Regions from separate parts of the Zea mays genome. Here regions 1, 2 and 4 are each linked to region 3. A link is a contact called in public Hi-C data. All regions are on one chromosome and are shown on one strand. The core of a region is the stretch at or near the end of the contact, and the rest is flanking DNA. Distances in the headings are between cores, read along the strand shown. Region 1 holds the start of LOC103629310 (phospholipid-transporting ATPase 10). Region 2 has its middle 54 kb from the start of LOC100282993. Region 3 holds the start of LOC103629308. Region 4 has its middle 170 kb from the start of LOC103629310.

Region 1 (3,216 bases), core at 122-2,621, 320 kb after region 3:
CGAAGCTGGCGCCGTCGTCCGGCGGCAGCGAGGCGGAGGTGGCCTCCAGGGACTGCTTCAGCTTCAGGTTGGTCTCGCCGTCCAGGTTCATGGTCTCCACGTAGCAGATGGCGTCGTCGTAGCTAGAGGAGAGCAGGACGAGGTCAGCCGGGAAGAATTCGTCCTTGTGGACCTTGACGATGTCGCCCACGCGGATGTCCTTCCATTTGGCATCGCGGAAGCCGCCGCCGCCGCCGATGTTGTTGACCTGGAAGACCTGAGTCTTCCTGTTGTTCACCTCCGTGTCCTGGAACGGATCATTCATTCTTTCATGATTCATTTCACTCACCGAGACAGACCGAGTATGTAATCAATCAAATTAATTGTTTTGACAGAGAAGAAGAAGAAGAAGAAATTGAAGTGAAGTTGGATAGTAGTACGGTACCTGCTGGTTCCTCCTCCAGTCTTCGATTGCCTCCTTGATCATGGTGGCGACGAGGACGATGACAAGCGGCGCAATGGCGCTGGAGGAGCTGTAGGCGGCGAGGGGGCTGTAGGCGATGCCGGCGGAGAGGAGGAAGTAGATGTTGGCGACGCGGCGGAACTGCTCGAAGAGGGACTTGGGCAGGAAGGTGAAGAGGTTGTACTTGGTGGTGGAGATGGAGTTGCTGGAGGCCATCTGCTGCTGCTGCTGCTGCAGCAGGTCAGCTGCAGCCGCTGAAGGCTCGCCGCCGCCGGCGTTGACCGTGACCACCCTGGAGAAGCCGGGGCCTCCTATCCTGGACACGGAGTGGTCGTCGGCCACGCTGGGCCGGCGGCCGCACGCATAGCTGTAGAGCTTGCTGAGGCGCACGGCGGACCTCCGCCGCCGCCGCCGGCCGTTGGTGGCGTTGCCGTCATCTTCGCCGGCCATTGTATTGTATTGTGTTATACTGGAAATCCCTGCTGCGGTTACAAATGGAGAAGAAGTAGCTGCTACTGCTGCTGGCTGCCGCCTTGAATCAAAATCAAATCAAATCAATTGAATCCCTAAGTGAAAAAAAAAACTAAAGGAGCTCGGCTGAGCTGACAAACGGAAACCCAGATGAGATGGAGAGGAGAGGGAAGGAAAGGAACACGCAAATAAAAGGGGAAGGGAGGGGACAGGGGGATTGGTCGCTCTGTTCGTGCGTGGTCAATATATGCTTTGCTTAGTACAACAGGATAGGAGATTAGGAGGAGCAACAGCTTTCTTGTTGCTTGGAAAGCTCCGCGCAGAGACCAAGAAGAAGGGATGGCATGGCCCGGCCGCGTTTGGCAGCCAGGGGGAGACTGAATCAAATCAACTCAAAATGGAGGAAGAATAATAAGACGAGGCAGACGGGGGAGGGGCTCCGTCTCTGTCCCGCCCGCCAAACGGACACGGAGTACAAACCAAGGGGTAGTAGCCAACCAACCCCCCCAAATGGCAGATGGGAAATGGCCCACCTCTCGTGCGTTTGCTTGGAAAGAATTTGTTGAATCCGGAGTGCTCCCTCTCCTCTCCCTCAGTCATCGTTGACTTGCCTGGCCGCCCCATGTCCCTTCCAATCTTCTAGAAGATACCGGCCAAACAAATGCGCTGCTGCTACAACTACGTTTTTTTTTGGAAAAAATTTTGATGTGTTCTACAATATTTTTTTTCATAGAGCAACTTTTTAATCAGGAATTGGAATTATCGATTTCTATGACTCCTACCGACCCTTGGTCCTCTCGCTTCATTCGTCCACCCAGTCACAAAAGAAAGCAGTGTGTTTGTTAACGGGTTGATACGAGTTGGAACAGGTTGAACCTGCATCAACTCATGTTTGGTTCAAAAGGCTAGTAGGTTAAGTTGGTTTCAGATCAAAATATCCCTTTAAAATGCGGATTCTAGGAGTTCCTCAAAAACAATCGAACCACTCCGACCCACTTCCTCTCCACCCCTCATGTCACCCACGCGGTCACACCATATCTTCACCCAAGCGCAGCCTGCGCAGGGCGCACCGCCACCGCCGACCTGTTATCCAGTCATCGGCTCCCCCGTCGGCCTGCCCTCCGACGCGATGCACCCCCGACCACGCCCGCCATCAGAGTCCTCCGCCGCCCTGCCCTCCGGCGCCGGTGTGTTCTCCCGTCGTCGGACTGCCCCCACCGACCTGTCCTCCAGCGCGCTACACCCCCGTCCGCGCCTCCCAACGACGTTGTTTATGCCGTGATCCAGCCCCTGCCACCATCCACCGATACCACCTCCATGTCCCCTACCGACACCACAAGGTGAGAAGCATTTGGAATTAAAGATACCATTCTTAGTGCGGTAATGTGATCAGGAAGGTGACCATATTCAGTTCATCCTTAATTCATCCCTCATCACGAAACCAAACAAGAGACGGTGCAGCTTCAACCCACTTCAACCCTGTAATCAAACAAGAAATTGTGTTCAACCCGTCACTTCAACCAAACAAGGAACGGGTCCGATCCAACCCACAAAAATGGGTCGGTTTCAACCCAACCCACTTTGTTCCGAAACCAAACACTCTAAAAACGAATGCTTACGTGTTAGATGGAGATAGTGCTGAACGAAATGCTCGTGGCTCGTCGGCTCGCTAGGTTCGTGATCAGCTCGGTTCGACTCATTTAACTTTTTCACGAGATGATCTGACAACCTAGCTCGGTTCGTTAACGAGCCAGCTCGCGAGCTAAACGAGATATCACATTTCAGCAAAACAAAACCATATACATATCATTTATGTGTATGTGTGATGTTTATGACCTACGAGTTAAACTAATGATTGATGAACTATGTCTGTGTGCTAAATTGGTCTATACGAATATAACTGTGGTTTAAATTGATGAAAGTACACACAAATGTTGCAAACATGAAAAACAGTAGTAGATTCATTGCACATTTTCCTAGGCACATGAGACACAACATTATTTCTCATAGGCCTACTTCTACCATGCACAAAAATAGAGCTAGAGGCAAACATAGCATGTGAATCGTTATAAGCAGTATGAACATAACTCTTATTATAATGAGAACGACTAGCAATTTTTCTATCATAAATAAAAGCATGGTTCCTTTGAGGACTACTAGCCATTGGGGCCTTTCCTTTCTCCCTGTTGAGAACGGGAGCCTTTTGGCTTGTTAAGTTCTTGGTTTCCCTTCGAAAACCAAGTCCATCTTTAATCGAGGGGTGTCTACCAATAATGTAGGCATCCCTAGCAAATTTTAATTTA
Region 2 (2,833 bases), core at 100-2,599, 340 kb before region 3:
ACTTTGGGCTATTGTAGTTTGGAATACAAGAGGTTTTGGTTAATGGTCACTATATAAATTTTGTAGAGGGACTGTTGGAGTATAAACTTTATTAAGCAACTTGCCATTCAAAGTATATGCCACTAGGAAAAGGAGGGTGGTCCAAATAGGGCTTGGCAGATTTCTAGAGTTTCAGATGGTGGACAGTGGTCTGCAGCTAAAAATTCAGTGTTGATGGCTATTTTTGGAGCCTCTTTGTGGCAAATCTAAGGAATTTTGTGATGTGGTGTTTATAGAGGAGTTAAATCCCATATGATGGCGAACAAGTTCCTTTAAGTAAGTTTGGTTTGGTTCCACATAAAAAGTGGAGTAAAGCTTGCTCAAAGTTGGACTGTGTGTGGCTAAAACTGAACTGTATTCAGTTCACTGCAAACTGAAAATCAGTGTTTGATGCTTAGTTTGGAGTCCTTTTATAACCAAATGAAGGAGTTTTGAACTAAGAACTATATAGCAAAGTTGGAGCCCATGGTACAGAGAACAAGTTTCATAAAGAGGGTTGGACTTGGTTCTACACAAATCCGAGAGTAAAGTATACCCCAATTTCCTCTGTCAGACTTTAGAGGTGTGGATCTAGTTAACTGTTGCTGTGAGATTCAGTGAGTTTTTACCATATTTTGGAGCTCTGTAGTAATTGATCCAAGGGATATTAGATTGGGAACCCCATAGCAAAGTCAAAGACTAGGTATAGGAGAACAAGTTCATGCAAAGACTTGGTGTGGCTAATGTATACAATTAGGAGAAAATGGTGCTGCAATTTCCAATGTCAGAGATAGTGTGGGTTGATCAGTAAAACTGAAATTGAGTGTTTAGTTGTTTTTGCTATAGTTTGGAACACCACAACTTCAGTTCTGAGTAGTTTCAGCCCTGGAGTGTTATATCAAATAGAAAGGGCTATAGTTGGAGAGTAATGTTAGTTAAGAAATATAGCTCTGTTGTGAGGAGATTTATTAGATAGAAGGGATTAAACAGGGGGTTCTGCAATGGCAGTATTGGCTGTTTTAGTCTAGTTCAATGCTGATTTAGTAGTCTGAACAAGAATCTCCCTATCCTGCTGAACTTCACCTATGTGTTTAAGTTTTCATAGGGATAAGTGTTAGTGGGGACGAGGTACATAGCTTAGGTGCTGAAGGTTTCCCACTGCAGAAAGATATCTAGGAGTTGGTCTGTTCTGGAGATAGTGGAGGGGAAAGTAGCTATCTGACTATGGATCAGGTTTGGAGTTGCAGAAAAGATCTTCCCCCGCTGTCCTAAACTGGTGAGCTCAGGCTGAGATAAGACTTGGGTGGACAACAAAGGGAGACCCCAGAAATATCAAGTTGGGCCTGTTGAGTCTGCTCACAGTGGAGTGTTCACTTATCATTCTTCTGTCTGTGTTTACTGGACATGGGATATTTTGGCTGGTTAAGTTGACCAGGTTCAGTGAATATGGTGTGGCTACGAGCTGGTGAGATATTGATGCATGAAAGCCACATATGGGTTGCTCATATAATGTTGGCACCCTCAAAACATTTCCTCACTGCATGTTGGACAGGTGCAGGGCCACCTTGCCCCATATTCAGGTGTTTATAGGGTAGGTTTCAGCGAGGATTACCTCCCCGTCTTGAGCTCTACCCTCAGACCACAACAAAGAATATGAAGTTCTTGTGTCCATACTAGAGATAGCCCTCTCTCCCCAGCCACCAACTCGGTCAGCCCTTGTGCACAGCGCGTTATCTCCCTGCTAGTGGTGACCACGGCCACAACCTCCTTCACCTCATAGTGGCCAGAACATAGTCGTGCCACCACAAATCGTCGCCGTGTTTAGTTTCATCGTCGACCAGCCAACGTACGTCTTCCCCGAGCAGTTTCATGCACCCACTGAGAACTTGGACTGTCATGTTAGTTGGACTAGATTTTTATTCAGATCTGAAACCTGAAATTGCAGTGTTGGGTACTCAGTTTGGAGGTGTTTTGTGACCAATCTAAGTAGTTTTAGACTATAGTTGCTATAGAAAACTTGAATACCAGTGTTAGGGGAGTAAAATTTGGTGAGGGTTATGCCCTTGACACTACTTAGAGTTGGGAGTAATTAGTGCCTAAAGGTGTGCTGTCAGGCTTATTTTTCTCTGAACTGAATTCAATTAACTGCAACTAAAGTTTTAATATTTGGTTCCCAGTTTGGAGCAACTTTGTGACCAGTCCATAAGGTCTTGGACTAAGAATCTTATAGCACAGTCAAAGACCATTTGAAGGAGAACATGTTTCATATAAAGAGTTGGATTTGTTCTTGTGTGAAAATTAGAGTAAATGAGGTTGCAAATCCTTCCAACAGACTTAATGGGTGCCTGTTTCAGTTAACTGAAACTGGTTGCAGTGAATGGGGTCAACTTTGAAGCACTATAGCATTGAATCCATGAGTTTTTAGTTGTTGGTCATTATAGCAACCTTGTATATATGTTCTAGGAGCACAAACTTGATTAAGCTATTTGACCTTAGAGCTATACAGAACTAGGTGTAAATATTGCTTAAAGTTAGGTTGTCAGGTTGATGTTAGGCTATTCCAGACATCTAAAATTGGACATTTCAGTACGTTGGCTCAACATTGGAGTTTCCTTGGGGTTGTTCTATGCAGTTAGGAGATATATTTTGTGTAGCAAAATTGGAGACCAAGTATTAGTAAGCAAGTTTACTTGTGGTAGCTTGTCTTGGTACTATATAAATTTGGAAGTAAATGGTGTCCTAACTAGCTCTATCACGCATGTGCAATGCAGACCAGCTTCAGTTACTGTCACTATGGTCTAGTGTTTTTCTCCTA
Region 3 (3,242 bases), core at 92-2,591:
CCACTTTAGCCAAACGGGACATTTGCTGAGTACGTTGATGTGTACTCACACTTGCTTTACAAACCACCCCCACCCCAGGTTGTCCTCACTGTATTCAGTGCTCAGGAGGAGATGCTGGCAACATGGAGGACTTTGAGGAGTTTCAGGACTACGACGAGTTCTAGTTTTTCTTAGTGGCAAACCCCCAGTCAGCTGCCTGTATAGTCCTTATCTACTACGTTTCGTATTTCCGCACTTTGATGATATTAATGACTATGCTATGTATTAGACTCTGTGGATGTCTTAGACATCTTATTGTAATAAAAGTACCTTTCCACTATTTACTTTGAGCAATGTGTGATGATGTCCAATTATGTAATCGCTATGTACGTGAGTTTCTGATCCTGGCACATACATGGTTCGCATTCGGTTTGCCTTCCAAAACCGGGTGTGACAGAAGAGTGCCGACTCTTTGATATCTCGACAAAAAATTGGAGGAGTCTTCTTGCCCTTACTTTACATTTCACATTTACTTTGAGCATTTTACTTTGTGCAATTGCTTAGTTAGTATTTGTAGTAATGACTTAGTGTTGTTGTCTATCTAGTAGTATTTACTTGTTGCTAGTAGTTTGGGTGAATTTGGGCTCATTCTTAGGGTTTAACTTTTGTTAGAATTCTAGAAAAGCCCAATTCACCCCCTCTTGGGCATCGTGATCCTTTTAGTGAACACCGGAGCAAATTTTGGTGGTGGCGTGGTCCCAAAAAATCGAGGGAGCGATGTAAAAATCGAGGTGAACACCGAAGCGGTGGTTTGGTGGCGTGGTCGTACTTTGACCTCAAACTAAACACATCCTAAAGGGATTAAAGTATGATTTTTACCTTATTTGTCCTCTCATCTTTTTTGGTACAAAACAAGCAACCACTAATTAATAGGGTTAATACAATTATTATTCGCACCAATTAATATTCTTTAGTTAGGTTTAGTCACTGAAACAAAATGAGATAATTTAGTGACTAAACTTAGTTAGGTGACTAAAGAAACCAAATAGATCTAAAATGAACTAAAAAAAAGTACCTATAAACCAAATACGCCTTTAGTTGGTTTCACATTAAACATTAGAGTACCAATTATAAATATTACATAAAGTAAAATCACAAATTAAATAAATACGAGACAAATTTATTTAACTCAATTAATCTACTAATTAGTAATTGTTTACTGTAGCATTAGAGAATCATACACTAATTAGATTTAACGTTTAATATTTATTAATGTAATTAGCTTTTTAATCAAATTGTATTTAATATTCCTAAATCAAACATTGCAACCAAAAAAAAAAATGCCTCCAGATCCAAACGGTCCGGTCCGGTCCCTCACACTCATCAAGGGCGGCTCACTCTCATGTCATGTGGCGGCGTCCTTCTCCCTCGCTGCTCCGTCTCTCTCAGTCTCTCTCCTGCCCTGTCCGTCCCACTCCCCGTCCAGCGGAGAGAGACCCTGTGGGCTGTGGCCGGGCAGCCGTTTCCCCTCCCCTTCCCTCTCCGCTCCCTCCAGAGTCTACTGTAGCGCAGTGCCGTAGGGTTTCGCGTCCTATCCTTCCTCGCATCCTCCATGGCCGATCCTGACGACCTCGGCCGCCGCCTCGCCGCGGTCGCCGTATCCGAGTCTCCTACCGCCGCCGCGGCTGCGCTGGAGAGCAGCAACAACAACCTGTTCCAGGTGATGCGCGCCGTGGAGGACGCGGAGGCCACCATCCGCCAGCAGGTATCAGTACCAATCTCTTCCTGCCTCTGCCTCTGCCAATTTGAGGGAATCGGCTGCAACTAGAACAAGCGACCCATCACTCCTGTATCTCTCTTCAGCTGGAGGAGAACAGCCGGTTGAAGGACGAGCTGATGCTCAAGACGCGGGAGCTCCACAGAATTGTAAGCACATTCGATTTCGACGCCCCTTCCCGATCCAAACAAATCATATACTCTTAACTAGTGCAGCACAGCACAACTCATCATTTCCTTTTTGCTCTATCATGCCATTCCATTTGCCTATAGAAACTAATGTGCTGTACGTCTCATCTCCGACCTAACCAGAGGTCAGAAGCCACAGACCAAGCTTCCTCTCATGGGATCCGTATCCATCAGGATCGCGCTCTTGGTGCCCACACAGACACCTCCTCCACTGCTCCCATCAGGACTACCGCTACAGCAGCAGAGGCCTTCGAATGGGGAGCTGGGGATGCCGGCATCAACCACAAGTACCTTGAGGCCAACCAGGCTAATGGAATTCCCCGTAAATCACCGAGCGCTCCCGATAGCGCTTTCCCATCTCAGCTATCTACCCCGTCTTCGCGATCCCTTTCACCAACTAGGTACCAAGTAGCACATTCCAAATCCAGCCTCTGTTAATATCATACTACCCTGTTTCCTTACCTTCATTGAGCCTTTCCTTGCAGGCACCACAAAGAAACAGACTATGATTCTAGGCTCAACTTATCCGGACAAGGCGCACTGCCTGTTTCAGACCTCAACTCAAACGTCGTCATCTGGAAGCAGGTATCAACTGTTTGCTTCGTGTGTCTGTTGCCATACTTTTTGATCGATTGATTCACTCTTCTTGCTGAGCTGCTTATTTCCTTCCACAGGATCTCCTTGTTAAGGTCAAAGAACAAGGGGAGGAGATTGCACAGCTGAGAAGGCATCTTTCTGACTACTCTGTCAAGGTGACTACACACTAACAATCTTTTTCCTGTAATGTTCTTTCTTCAATCTGTAGTGTTTCACTCGTGTGTATTTTAACAGGAGGCCCAAATACTTAATGAGAAACATGTCCTGGAAAAACGCATTGCATATATGCGCATGGTAAACATTTTATTTATGACGCATCAAGTACTACCTTGGAGTTTGTAAAAAAAAACTACTACCTTAGAGTCATGGCACTATGATTTAAGTGTTTATTTTTTTCCTTTTTTTGTGGGGCAGGCATTTGATCAGCAGCAGCAAGATCTGGTTGATGCTGCATCGAAAGCTTTGTCCTACAGACAGGATATTATCGAAGAAAACATCCGTCTTACATATGCATTGCAGGTAATGTTTTCCTGCCTGAAGCTATTATATCATCTCTTATAAGTTCTGTGAGGCATTAGCATATTCTTTGTTCATTTCTTGCTTTTACCCCCCCCCCCCCCCCCCGCAAGATACACTTGTGATCAATTCATTTTTCATTGAATCTGTCTTTTGTATGCCTTTAGTTTCCATAGTAAGCCGCA
Region 4 (3,237 bases), core at 372-2,871, 490 kb after region 3:
AGAGTGTTATGAAACTGATATATCAGCCGTGCTCACGGTTATGAGTGGCCAAGGGAGCTCCAGTGATTAGTGGTACTTGATCAGAGACATTATGGTACAGGTGGTTATGAGATCGATGGTTCTGGTTATGTCTATGGTGCTGGTAAGTGGTATTCTTTCCGTTTGGAAAGGGTACATCGGGCTAATAACTTGGGTTAATGCTAAAACTTGGCTTTCTCTACTAGTAATAATAATCTGACCAACTAAAAGCAACTGCTTGACTTATCCCCACATAAAGCTAGTCCACTACAGCCAAACAGGATACTTGCTGAGTATGTTGATGTGTACTCACCCTTGCTCTACACACCAAACCCCCCATCCCCAGGTTGTCAGCATTGCAACCACTGCTCAGGCGAAGATGAAGCTGTGGAAGGAGACTTCCAGGAGTTCCAAGACTACGACGAGTTCTAGGCGTGGGTTAGCGGCAACCCCCAGTCGGCTGCCTGTGAAGGCCTCGTTTATCTACGTTTCTTTTCCGCACTTTGATTTATTGTAAGAACTATATGGACGTCTCAGACGTATGATGTAATCGACTATTACTTCCCTTTTAATACTATTTTGAGCACTGTGTGATGATGTCCATGTTATGTAACTGCTGTGTACGTGAATAACTGATCCTGGCACGTACATGGTTCGCATTCAGTTTGCCTTCTAAAACCGGGTGTGACAGCGACTTTCAACGTCGCTACGAGATCGTGGGTTAGCGAACCACTAAAATCAGAGTTATGGTTATCGAGTTATGATTTATGGAAGATCTATGTGGTTGGAATATTAAATTGAATTATAAATTGTTTATTCTACAATATATGAGAAAAATATATTCTGAATAACTAATCCAACTTTAATCTAGATTATAATTTGATTAGGGATTACCTATTACCCAGATTATATATAGAGAGATTAACCTAGATTACTGGAGTTAATCTAGTAGACAAAGGATAAATAAATATCTAACTATAAAAGTATGTGTTATGGTATAATTAATGTTGTTACTACATGAACAATATCTTTATGAAGCTAACGCAACTTGAACGGATTGAAACAGAGTTAAAATGAATTAATTATAATTTTCTGAAGTTTTAAGTGGTAGATACAAAACAAATCAAGCGCATAAATTTAACCATATGTTTCATACTAAAATAAGGTTACTAGATAATAAACGATATTAAAACAAAATTAATGCCACTGGAATGAATCAATTTGGAGTTAAAATGAATTAAATATGAATTATACAAGTTTCTGGAATTATTTTTGTATTAAAATCATTTTCTAAATTTTATTATCTGATTTTCTCTGTTTCCTGGTTGCGTGCAATAATACAGTGAGACACGAGGGAAAATTCAAAAGATCTACAAGACTCTGGCTACACCCGCACGAGGATCGCGGGTTGATAAACTATTAATGCAGGGTCTCGTTTGCAAACTAGGCACGACGAAGGGGTACGGTGCATTATGGGCCGTCAGATCGCCCATCAAGCGCCCAGATTAGATCATTCTTCTTAAATGCTCCCACACTCTCAACCGGCCGTTGGATCATAAATCGATGGCACCGATTAGGTCTTCTTACCGTTACGAGACCAGGTCCATCCGATCCCCATCCCATGGATCACATTCGATAGAGTGAAGAGGTATGCTTCAGCTTGATCTCCACCGTCCAGTGATAGATCGACGGGCCAGGACCTTCCATCCTCCTCTACTCACCAACCAAAGCTCACACATGCGGCGCAGGTCACCCTGCGGTGGCGCCATTGCCGTGGCCCAGAAGTTCACGCTTAAACACCAAAATTCCAAATCGCCCGCAGTCACGCAAAGGAAATGGCAGGGAGGACTACGCGGAGAGTTTCTTACCGTGAGTCGTGCGCACCGAGGCTTGGTCCAGTCGGGGTTGTGGGCTTGTGGCACCGCGGAAAGACCCGCACCGGCAAGGAAACTCCATGGTCTGAGGCTGCCCACGTCGAATTTGGGTTTCACAAAGCCTCCACGCACGGCCTTGCATCACCCCTGGAAAGTCTTCTAGGCGATTCCCAAGGATCAAGCACTGGTGTAGGCATGCCGTGGTGCGTCGCCCGCCACTGGTAATGGTTTCCTCACGGAAAGAGGCAAGCGATCCATCAGGCTAGCACCATCGGCATTGGCGAGAGGGTGGATGACGCATTTTATGCCCCCGCAGGCGGACTCTGCCCCGAGGAAACACGGCTGAGGGGATAGAGGTCAGATACGACATACGAGATGAGGATCCTAGGCGCAATCTGCGTTGAGTCTATTGCTGTTTGTGTTCGCTACAGAGGTAGAGGATCACCCTGTGCACCAGACCCCACGAGGCAGCGAGTGACGAGACTGGTTTAGGTGTGCATGTGGTTACTTGCAACCGGGGCCCGTAGGTCGGTGCCACGGCGGAGCGCGCGATGCGCGTGCGCAACACAGACAGAGACTGGCGAGAGGGCCCCGCCTATCAGTGAGAACATGGGGAAATGGCTGCTGGGCCGGCTGGCCAGAAAAAATTGGGCCGAGGAGTGTGGGCCGGCTGGGCGAGCTTCGGACAGGGATTTGGCCCAATCGACCAGTTCATCCCACCCTTTTATTTTTGCCATTTCATTTTCTGTTTGTTTGTAATCTTCAAACATCAAATTGAATCTAGTATTAAAATTGACACTCAAATTTTTAAATGCACAAACAAAAATCCAACATGATGCAAAGCACATATTTGTTTATTATTATATTCCTCTAAAAATTTCTTCATACAAACTTAATAAATAATGAACCATACAATAATTAAGGACCCTGTATTTATTTATTTGTCATTTGACTAATTTTATTCCATTAATTGAATATGCGCAAATCAAATGATCTCCAAAGGATCCATAATCCTAAAACCCTACACAATAATATTTATTCATTTACATCATTATTTTTTTCTGGTACAAATTTTGGGCTTTACAGCGCCCGCCCGCGCTCGCTCGCCGGTCTAATCTCAGCCGTTGATCCGAGATCCAACAGTCAAGGGAGCCCGATACCCCTTCGATTGGTTGTTTTGTAAAAGAAACTCTCGGTTCCCTGGAATTAGAACTCACAGTCCAGTTTTCTTGCACCTGGGTCCCTAGTTTCTTGCAGAGAGACCCCTAGGCTTTATTTTAATAGCATAAATAGGTTTAATTTAGGGTTTTTGAATTCCAAAACTTGTAAATTCCAAATCTTTTGC

Evidence for each region. Hi-C and Micro-C count contacts between places; a contact is called where the count stands out from the background.
Region 1: a contact with region 3 is called in a Hi-C map of ear, with 2.5 times the contacts expected there. The contact joins the promoter of LOC103629310 here to the promoter of LOC103629308 in region 3. A contact is called at or near these places in 6 of 25 Hi-C or Micro-C datasets (bundle sheath, ear, endosperm and 2 more).
Region 2: a contact with region 3 is called in a Hi-C map of leaf, with 7 times the contacts expected there. The contact joins the enhancer-like site here to the promoter of LOC103629308 in region 3. A contact is called at or near these places in 6 of 25 Hi-C or Micro-C datasets (bundle sheath, leaf and tassel).
Region 4: a contact with region 3 is called in a Hi-C map of bundle sheath, with 4 times the contacts expected there. The contact joins the enhancer-like site here to the promoter of LOC103629308 in region 3.

The regions. Positions count from the first base shown.
Region 1 is chr6:53,875,257-53,878,472 of Zm-B73-REFERENCE-NAM-5.0, forward strand. LOC103629310 (phospholipid-transporting ATPase 10) reads right to left here and starts at 1,372. Exons shown (of 9, transcript XM_020540234.2): 1 at 425-1,372; 2 at 1-286. The coding sequence starts at 892.
Region 2 is chr6:53,220,877-53,223,709 of Zm-B73-REFERENCE-NAM-5.0, forward strand. No RefSeq gene overlaps it. Among protein-coding and RNA genes, the nearest start is that of LOC100282993, 54 kb to the left of the region's middle. Within about 2 kb of position 1,350, at least 7 of the 20 cell types and tissues checked have an H3K27ac peak or open chromatin away from gene starts, as enhancers often do. A contact at or near this core is called in bundle sheath and leaf, where this site is marked.
Region 3 is chr6:53,559,061-53,562,302 of Zm-B73-REFERENCE-NAM-5.0, forward strand. LOC103629308 reads left to right here and starts at 1,342. Exons shown (of 21, transcript XM_008650468.3): 1 at 1,342-1,744; 2 at 1,843-1,905; 3 at 2,068-2,345; 4 at 2,430-2,529; 5 at 2,619-2,696; 6 at 2,776-2,835; 7 at 2,956-3,060. The coding sequence starts at 1,592.
Region 4 is chr6:54,049,915-54,053,151 of Zm-B73-REFERENCE-NAM-5.0, forward strand. No RefSeq gene overlaps it. Among protein-coding and RNA genes, the nearest start is that of LOC103629310, 170 kb to the left of the region's middle. Within about 2 kb of position 1,622, at least 17 of the 20 cell types and tissues checked have an H3K27ac peak or open chromatin away from gene starts, as enhancers often do. A contact at or near this core is called in bundle sheath, where this site is marked.